2 separate regions of the Anas platyrhynchos genome follow, and region 2 is linked to region 1. The links are chromatin contacts, called in public Hi-C maps. All regions are on one chromosome and are shown on one strand. Each heading gives the region's core, a stretch centred on a gene start, on an enhancer-like site or on the middle of the called end of the contact. The rest is flanking DNA. Distances are from core to core; before and after follow the strand shown.

The links. Hi-C and Micro-C count contacts between places; a contact is called where the count stands out from the background.
Region 2: a contact with region 1 is called in a Hi-C map of skeletal muscle, with 3 times the contacts expected there. The contact joins two enhancer-like sites. A contact is called at or near these places in 3 of 8 Hi-C or Micro-C datasets (liver, skeletal muscle and subcutaneous adipose tissue).

Annotation. Positions count from the first base shown.
Region 1 is chr16:8,280,762-8,285,011 of IASCAAS_PekinDuck_T2T, reverse strand. It overlaps DEPDC5 (DEP domain containing 5, GATOR1 subcomplex subunit), which reads right to left. Exons shown (of 43, transcript XM_027469689.3): 15 at 4,191-4,250; 16 at 3,649-3,710; 17 at 3,471-3,544; 18 at 2,226-2,295; 19 at 1,689-1,725; 20 at 820-940. Among named protein-coding and RNA genes, the nearest start is that of PRR14L, 13 kb to the right of the region's middle. Within about 2 kb of position 2,556, at least 1 of the 8 cell types and tissues checked has an H3K27ac peak or open chromatin away from gene starts, as enhancers often do.
Region 2 is chr16:8,347,770-8,352,387 of IASCAAS_PekinDuck_T2T, reverse strand. No RefSeq gene overlaps it. Among named protein-coding and RNA genes, the nearest start is that of YWHAH, 14 kb to the right of the region's middle. Within about 2 kb of position 2,362, at least 1 of the 8 cell types and tissues checked has an H3K27ac peak or open chromatin away from gene starts, as enhancers often do.

The DNA.
Region 1 (4,250 bases), core at 1,307-3,806:
GTGAAAAGAGTATGCTTGACCCTTGAGGCAGTTCTACAGACATCACACCAAGCTAGTAATATAAACGTGGTCTATAAGATACTAGAACTGAGCCCATGCTGCTAGGAAAATTTAGCTAGAGGAAAGCTACATGAAATTACTAACTACTACTAAGTTGTACTGGTATTTCCAGTGTGGATAGCTACTCATACTAACAACAAATGTGTCCACTTGCACAGATTCCTCAGATTTAGGCAATACCATTGAAAGAAGGCAAGCCAAAGAATACTTCAGAAGTTCATCAATCCCACATCCCTGAAAAAGCACTAAAATTTACACATTTTTCAGTTAATTTGGCCAGGACCTGAGGATAATAGAGCTTTCTTCCCAGAGGGAAGGCCATGAATTATTTTGGAACCAGTACTGAGATTCTCTATTTCTTCTTTCTTCCAGAAAAGCACCATTTTCAGGGAAGATTCCTCACCACTCTCTTCAGCACCAGTTACTAAGCAGTGCATTAAACTGATGTTATTTCTACAACTACTTTCTTACTTTGCCCGAAAAATCAGCTGGAAACTCAGCCAGGGAGACTAACTTCATTCTTCAGACAAAATTAAAAATGTATCAAAAAATGAATGTATACACCTTTTCATAGATCCAACACGTTGTTTTAGAAATACAATACCAAACAACCAGCAGTAATAGTTACAGATACAGCTTTTTGTTCAACTGTAAGCTTGTGGAGCTTAATTCGCCTCATTTTTCTGAAAGCACATTGTGCATCAAGAAATGCACCATAACACTGCTGCTCTAGAACCAGTACATTCACAGTCCTCTTACCTGAAAGTGGTACAGCGCTGGGCTCTGGATGGGCCTGGTAGTCTGAACACCTGGGCATCATAGCCATCATAATCAACCTGGATAGGCAGGGCATTCTCAGCATCTTTTGGTGCCCCTAATGCTGAAATAAAATCATATAACATTAGAACCTCTTTCAAGAATGCTCAAGATCTGCATGGCAGAAGCATACAACTCTCACCACTAAAACGCATAGATTGAAAAAAACTGTATACAACAGTTTGATGATCAGAACAGCTAGAGCAGATGTCGGCTCAAGTATCGAAGTCTGTGCCTCTGAATCAGAGTTGCTGAGGCTCCAATATCTTTCCCTGTATATCCATGAGATTAAATCAATAATCAATAAATAAATCCTTGTACGGACAGATGCCTCGGACCACAGAGAGAACTGCACATTTTTAAAACAACTTTACAGAAATGGACTGCTTCCCTTCCAGAACACACCCATTATTAAAATGAGGTGGTATACGAAGAATGCAGGCTTCTTCCATTGTAATCTGTAGGCATAACACCGACAGCATCCCAAGCCAGCAAATGCTCTTCCTGTCCCATTCTCGTGAATGCTAGTGCTAGCTCACCAGCCTGACACCACCTATTTCTCTACCCAGGTGACAAGCAGTCAGGATAGAAACTCCTGCCTCCCTCCTTATTAGTTATCTGTTGAGAAGGCAATTCATATATGCACATTAACATCCTGGATGACGATTATGTGGTTTTCATGTTTTTCTTCAATAATTGTCCTTTCCAGCATTTTATTAACAGTGGTTTGCTGTTAATGCCATTGTCTTACTACAGCTGTTTGTTAGTCTAGGAGTCAGTGGGACAGATCATTCCAGAACAAGATTACTCACAGGCATCTCGGCTATTTTTTGCTTTCTCAGTCAGTGGCTGGAGGGTCCAATAAAGGAAGTGTGAAGTTACCAGGAAAAGGAGAGAGAAAAGAGAAAAGGAGAAGGGAGACAGTCAGCATATTCTAAGGAAATATCCTCCAGCATGATAAAAGCATCAAACTTTAGAATTTATCCAGCTTACCCTGTGAGACAGCCATAACACATTTTAAGTATGAAATACTGATACTCGGTCACAAACCACAGTGTAAAACATCTTTGCCAACACTCTTCCTCTTCTCCACAGAGTTTGCCATTAAAGCACTAAACTATTTTTATGTTGGCTAAAACATTTCTCAAATAGTTTAATCCTAGAAATTATACATATTTAGAAACCAGTCCCTCATTCACAATCTCTACAACAATCCTTTACAAATTTGTTTGCACTGTCTCTTAAACACAGAAACTTAGTGACCATTGTTGCTAGAAGGATTCTGATGCTTGGCTGAGAAAAGATCTGACAAGCTAGTATGAAGAAAAGATAATCAGAAAGACACCTACTTTTCTCCCTGCCAGCTTGATCCGCGGAGTGAAGCTGTTACATAGGAGCTGGCTTTTGGATGTGTAGAAACTGAAATGGAAAGACAGAGTGGTTCAGCTGTCTTCTAGGAATTGAACATGGCTGGTTAACTACATAGCTTTTTGAGCTAGCTGTTAAATGAAAAAAAAAAAAAAAAAAAAGGATACCTCTCTTTGCCTAACATGACATCTGAAGAACACTGGCAAATGATTAACTAGAGAGAATCTATGATTCCCACACAACCTCAGTCTAGACCTCCTCCTAATATGCTGATATCTGCATTCCCCAGTTCATTTCCTCTTTCTACTGAAAGATATCAGCTTTCACTATCCATACAGTACTGCACAGTTCACACGACTCTTTCCCTAATTTACATGACAGTAATGAGTCACATCAATTTCTTGAAAACTAAGGACCTCCACCCATTTGAAGTAATTTATTCTTTAACATCTGTTTCTTGTCATCTGAATCTTTTAAATCCTGCCCTTCTACAAAGCCTTCAAACGCCTCTTTCATCTTAGACAAGGACCAGATGCCTTCGAACTACTTGAAAAGACTGGGTATAAGCAACACTTGAATGATTATTGGTCAGGACAGTCAGTCAATGCATGCATATAAAATGAGTTATTAAAAGGCAGAGAAAAGTTCTACTGCAGAACAAGGACTGCAGAAGTAGTTCTTATTCTGAGCCCTGATCTCTGTCGGTAGGGAGAAGAGAGAGTATTATGACACCATGTTTAACAGAAAGCATAAAGAAAACCTACCGTGCCTTGGAGTAAAGCAAAGTAAAATTAGGCTTGTTTCCTGTAACTGTTCCAACATTTACCCATGTTTTCACATTCTCTTTACCCATAACTGTTCATTTGAGATGTATTTACTTTCACTAATAACCAGCTTAGTTGAAGTGACAGTATTTTTTTTAAGCATCCTGACTGACTTTGAGCATAGTTAAGGCTACAACTTAGTTGGAAAGAGAGCTTAAGATTAAGACCTTTTCCTCTGCAAATTGCCTATCACCTCTTACATACCGCATTGACAACCAGAGTTCTAAAAGAATACTCCTACTTATGCAAGACTACTGTAATATCTGTCTCTGCTTTGCAAGCAGAGCAGAGGAAATAAGCTATGGAAGAAGAAAGAATTCAACAGATGTATAGAGAGGAAAGCACAGCAGAAATGTTTTCAAAAGATTGGTATCTTCTCAGGAACCTTAAGCGTTTACCTACCTATGGTTTATCCAGTGCGGAATATTGTAGTCGTCACCCAACCTGGAATCCCCAGGTCCACAGCGATTATGGAGCTGTAAGAGAAATTCCAAGGCAAAGCAACTAGTTGTGTCTATCTATTCACAAATGCAGTAACATTTCTACTAGGAACAGAGAAGGGAACAGAAGGATGCATTACCTTAAAGAGTGGTACAGCATGCAGTGGTTGTTCTCCCATGCAGACCAAGTCCACACCAATCCCTGTAAACAAAGAACAGTAGAGTTCAGCTATCCTCCAAACAGGACTGATGTGCTAATCCAAAGACTGCCAACTTGAGGTGAACCCCCACTTTGTATTCATACCAAATTTAAAAATATAATCATACTGAAAACGGAAATGGTAACCAGCAATCCCATGGTATGGCTGCAGACCAACAGTGCCAATGGGGACATATAAGAAGTGCTTCTTCTAAACTAGGTGCAGGATTATCCTGCAAGAGGAAGGTCTGCACAGACTGATGAAATGCTCCACTATCATAAACACAAATAAATACCCCCAACTTCTCTAAAAATCTAGCCATTTCAATACAAAGCGTGGACACAAGCCTTCCAGCTGTAACCCCTCTTTTCCAGAGTACAAAAGTTACAACACATACTTTTTCAGAGCAAGAAAAGGCTAGAGCTTTTCCAAATACAACCATTAGCCTTCATAAAAATTGCAAATAGTCTCCAGTTATTTACCATTGTCTATCATCCGCTGTTTGGTTAGAATCATAAGGAGGCGATCGACTTCAAACACCC
Region 2 (4,618 bases), core at 1,113-3,612, 68 kb before region 1:
GTGATTTAAAACCAAGTAAACATGAGATAAACATCAGTTTTTCATTACAGAAAGAGAATACTCTCCATTTCACTCAGCGGGGACACCAGTTGGTTGATTACTGTGTTACTACAGACATCCACTGGTCTCTGCCCTCTGCAAGAGTCAGATGTTCAAAAAAAATCTTATTGATCACTACAGTGACAAAGTATTTGTTGATTATCAGAACCTTACTTCAAAATATTAGAAAAATAATACTATGTTGTCTTCCACCCAAGCACAGAGTGATCTACTGCAGCAGCTGGTTGACACTAATGACTAAAGGCAATCTCTTTCAATTGCCTTAGAGAACAAATATTTAACAAATTGCCTTCTTGGCCTTTGTTGTGCTAGGGTGGAACCACAAATACATCTAAATGCTTTTAGTTTATAACTCAGGTCCTGAAATCAATTCCAATTTCACTCCAAATGATGGCGTAATGGCAAGACAGAGCTTACATTGCAATGCACTTCTGCATAAATTGATTTTGATCTCATCTACACATGAACTAATCTTCATTAATTCCGTTGACAGTATTAATTAGTTCAGATCTTGATTCTCTGCATAAAAATCTGTTGTACATTGTCCATCAATTTAAGGACTGTTCAAGGTCTCAAGGAACTATAAGATACTTATATATGCATATACTTTATTTTCTACTTTCACTTACTATTATTTAATAGATGTATATATATGTAACAGATTTTAGAGTATTTTATTATAATAATTATGTATTAAAACTTCATTGTCAATCCTTTAGTTTATCAATGACAATTTTAAAAATGTATATATAATTACAGCTTATACAATTATGTTATATTTTTAATGTGCAGTATTATAACAATATATGGTTCTGTTGGGAACTCATTCACTTCCTTTATGTCTGCCAAATCTCCCAGAGTAGATACCAGGCAGAATTTGCATTATATATGCATTTTAAAATACACTTGTGTTCGAGAAGTATTTGTGTGCAAAGATAAATTTCCATGTGGTACTAAATTAGCATGTGGTATGGAATACAGTTTCATGAAATTTAGACGTAGATGCTAAAAACTCATTCTAAAATGATAAACAAAAGGCTGTTCACTTCAGCTCTAGAACAATCTTTGCTAAAAGCAAAAATAAAAAATGTTTTTAAAATTTTCTTTTTCAGGATACTAAATGAATGGTCTAAAATAGATTGGTTATCCTGTAAGTAGCATAACAGATCAGATTTAAGGCCAAAGTCTACTAAGTGTGTTAATTCAACCCTCAAACTGTGTAAGGTAAAATTATCAAAGACAATCAAAGATGGGGAAAAAAAAGAACAGCTCATTCTGTAGCTGTTAAATTAGCTCAAATTATTAGGATAGGATAGGATTAAAAAACAAGAACATGTAAGTTCTTTTTTTTTTTTAATTATCTTTTTTTTTTAAAAAAGTTTTTATCTAAACTTTATCTTTTTTTCTCTGTTGTTAAACAGGTTTGTTGAAGAATTTCAGACTGGCCCCATGCTGACAGAGTATTTAATAATACGTATTGACATCACTTTTCACCCTTCTGACTTTTGCTATTATTCTCAAGTCATTTTCATGTATGACTTAAAATTCAGCTGGTCATTTCATGTCCCTCCACCTGAAGTGTACTACCATAAAATCTTTTCTAGGCAATTGTATAGGATCCTATTGCAGCTGCTGAAAGCAGCACACAGAGTAGTTCAGTAAGTACTCCTATGCTCCTTTGGAAATACATTTGGCTCTAAAATTCAGTCCTTCCCAGCTTAGGCATTTGGGTCACAAGTAGTGGTACTAAGGATGGCAAAGAGTAAACAGAAGTTATATACAGTGGAAAAGCAACACAGGAGAATCACTTTCAAAACCACAGTTATTCCAAAGAAGTTACTAGCAAAACATGATTACTTACCAGAGTAATTGTGTTTCTTTGGTGCATGTTAACCACAATGATCTCAACCTCACTTTGTTTCTTAAAGCTGCTTTTTGCCTCAAAAGTCAGTCTTCTGCAATGCTATTACATTGTATAATAAGGCCCCTACTACACACAGCGTTAAGAAGTTTTGTTTCCTGTTGCAATGGCACATTTTTAGGTTAGGATTCAAAAAGGAGAGGGGGAGGTGGTGCTGGAGATCTCTGCGACAAATGCAACTATCTGTGTAAAAGTTGAATGCACTGAAGCAGATTAGGACACAGACTGAATTTCTGTCCCTGTAAAGAACATGCTATTAATGTTTGATTATCATTTAGCTTTCAAGCTCATATAGAATCATACAAAATGCTGCTTTACCATCAGGAGCTATCAGGTTGCTAAAAATTCAAGGACACCCATGTACCTTGCTCATACTACATAAATCAAGACCCTCAGAGTGACTTAATCTTTCAGCAAAGTTTGCCTGTGAAAGGCATGGCAAAGATCAAGGAAACATTACTCCCATCCAGAACCAGGTATTTGGTAAGCAGGTAAGCATCTTATTAGACCTGAAATAAGGCAGTGTAAAGAGACACAGATCCCAGGGATAGGGTGGCGCGTTCTGATGTTTTTACACTCCTTCCACTCCTGCTTCAGAGAGGAATGCTGTAAACTTCAGCTAAGCACTTTTGGTGAATAACTGGTGTCTGCAGAGATGGGTGCAGCCTGGGGTTTTAGAGACTGAAACACAACAGACTTGAGATGTGGGTCACCTAAGACAAATAACCAATTTGAGAATATCTGAATCCCACAGCTCACTGAGGAATATTGCAATAAACAATAAGCCCTAGTCACGTCTTGTTTTCATCCAGATCATTGCTATGATAAGGATTACAGAAAAACATACAGCAATTCCATGGCCCAGAAAAATGAAAATTGCTGAAATGGTAACAATATGGACTGCCTCAGAGCATTTCTTGTTCCTACGCTATAGAAAATGGGCCCACTGACTCAGCAAAAAACACTGACAAGAAAATGCCCTATGTGACACTGGATCATTAACTGACAACTGCAGAACATGGGAGAAGCTATCTGCTCTCCTACTGAAAATCTAACACATTGCTATACTGCTGGTGGCAGAAGCAGGTAAAAGAATTTAACTGAGAAGACTTCTAAAACTTGTGATCATTAACTTATGCAGAGCAACCGTGACTGTCAACACTCAGTTTATGAATTCTTAACGAAGACAGAAATGTTTTTTATGCCACAGAGCACTCAGAGTAATAAGATTTAAGTTTAAAGAACTTCCTAAATAGATTACAGATTATTTGAAGATTTAGCTTAAGAATTCACCTCCCCCTTAGGGAAGCATCCACTGCTGTAAAGCTAATATGCAGATCACATGTTTAATGAAACCAGTAAGACTTTTGTGTCTGTTACCCTGTGCACACTTACCCGAACACACACAGTAGTTTCACTCACCTGCCTTTAAGTTCATCACCCTCAACAGAACTTGATCATCACTTAGATCTCTCCCAAATATGCTGAGATGGTAGCCTGAGTAATCATATGAGTCAGCATACAGTCCAGCACAAACTCATGCCACCCATTTGCAGGAAAAACAACCTGCCAGCTGTTCCTCATTAGGAATTTTAAGCTTCATGTTTCAGAGGAAGCTAATCTACAAACTTAAGATAATCTCCTGCTCACCAAATTCTCCTTTGCTAAGAGCACTTGGCAGCGAGTTACCTGTGTTTGACAGTTCACTGACAAACTTTACATAATTTTGTGAGTTTTATCTCAGGACATTCAATAAGGAAGTGCTCACTATTCTTAAGTATTTTGGTTCCTCTAAAGATTCTGGCTTGAGATACAAAATTCTTAGAAGGCAGTTGCTACATCCTACTTATACTATTCGATCCTGACATCTGGTACAAAACCTAGATAGTTTCCAAGTACCAGCAATCTTTGGCAGGGCAAGCACTTTCAATCCTGTTTGCAATACGTCACAGTTGGTGTTCCTAGCTTTCCATAGCCTTTAACGGCTTTTTGAGGGCCTCTACGTTCATGAATGATCAGTCAACTACCTTCAGTCGACCAGAAAATGTGTTAAAAGATATAGTGATTCATCAAGAGAATGAAGGAATTTTAACTCCAATTTTTCACATAGCTTTCTTAACATCTTCCAGTCATCTTCTCATCTGTTTGTATTTATGGCTATAACAGATTAATCTATTGAAATTTATACTGCTTGGGAGAAGGGAATCCACCTTTCTAGAAAAGCAGGCAGTAAACCATGTCAAACTGGAATTTCATACCTCATGATAACCAGTAAAGGTGTATCCAGATCAATGAGAAAACAGGGAAACACAACTACCTAATAACTGTAATTTATAACCTTTCCTATCAGAAATGACTAAAGCACCCAGGAACTGTACCATTCCACAGAACACCTTTAGTTTCCATTTTAGACTGTATGCACGAAGGCTGTAGCTAATCTTCAACTGCCTAGCCTCGAAGTCACAGCCCTGCTGACTCACACACTACATAATGCTCATCGTTTTCTGACAAAGAAGCTGCACAGGACTGTAATTAGAACAAGAACTCCTTAGCCTTTGAATTAACAAAAAGATAGCAATACTTACAAAAAAAAAAAAAAAAAAAAAAAAAAGAAACCTAGCAATCACCAATAATGAT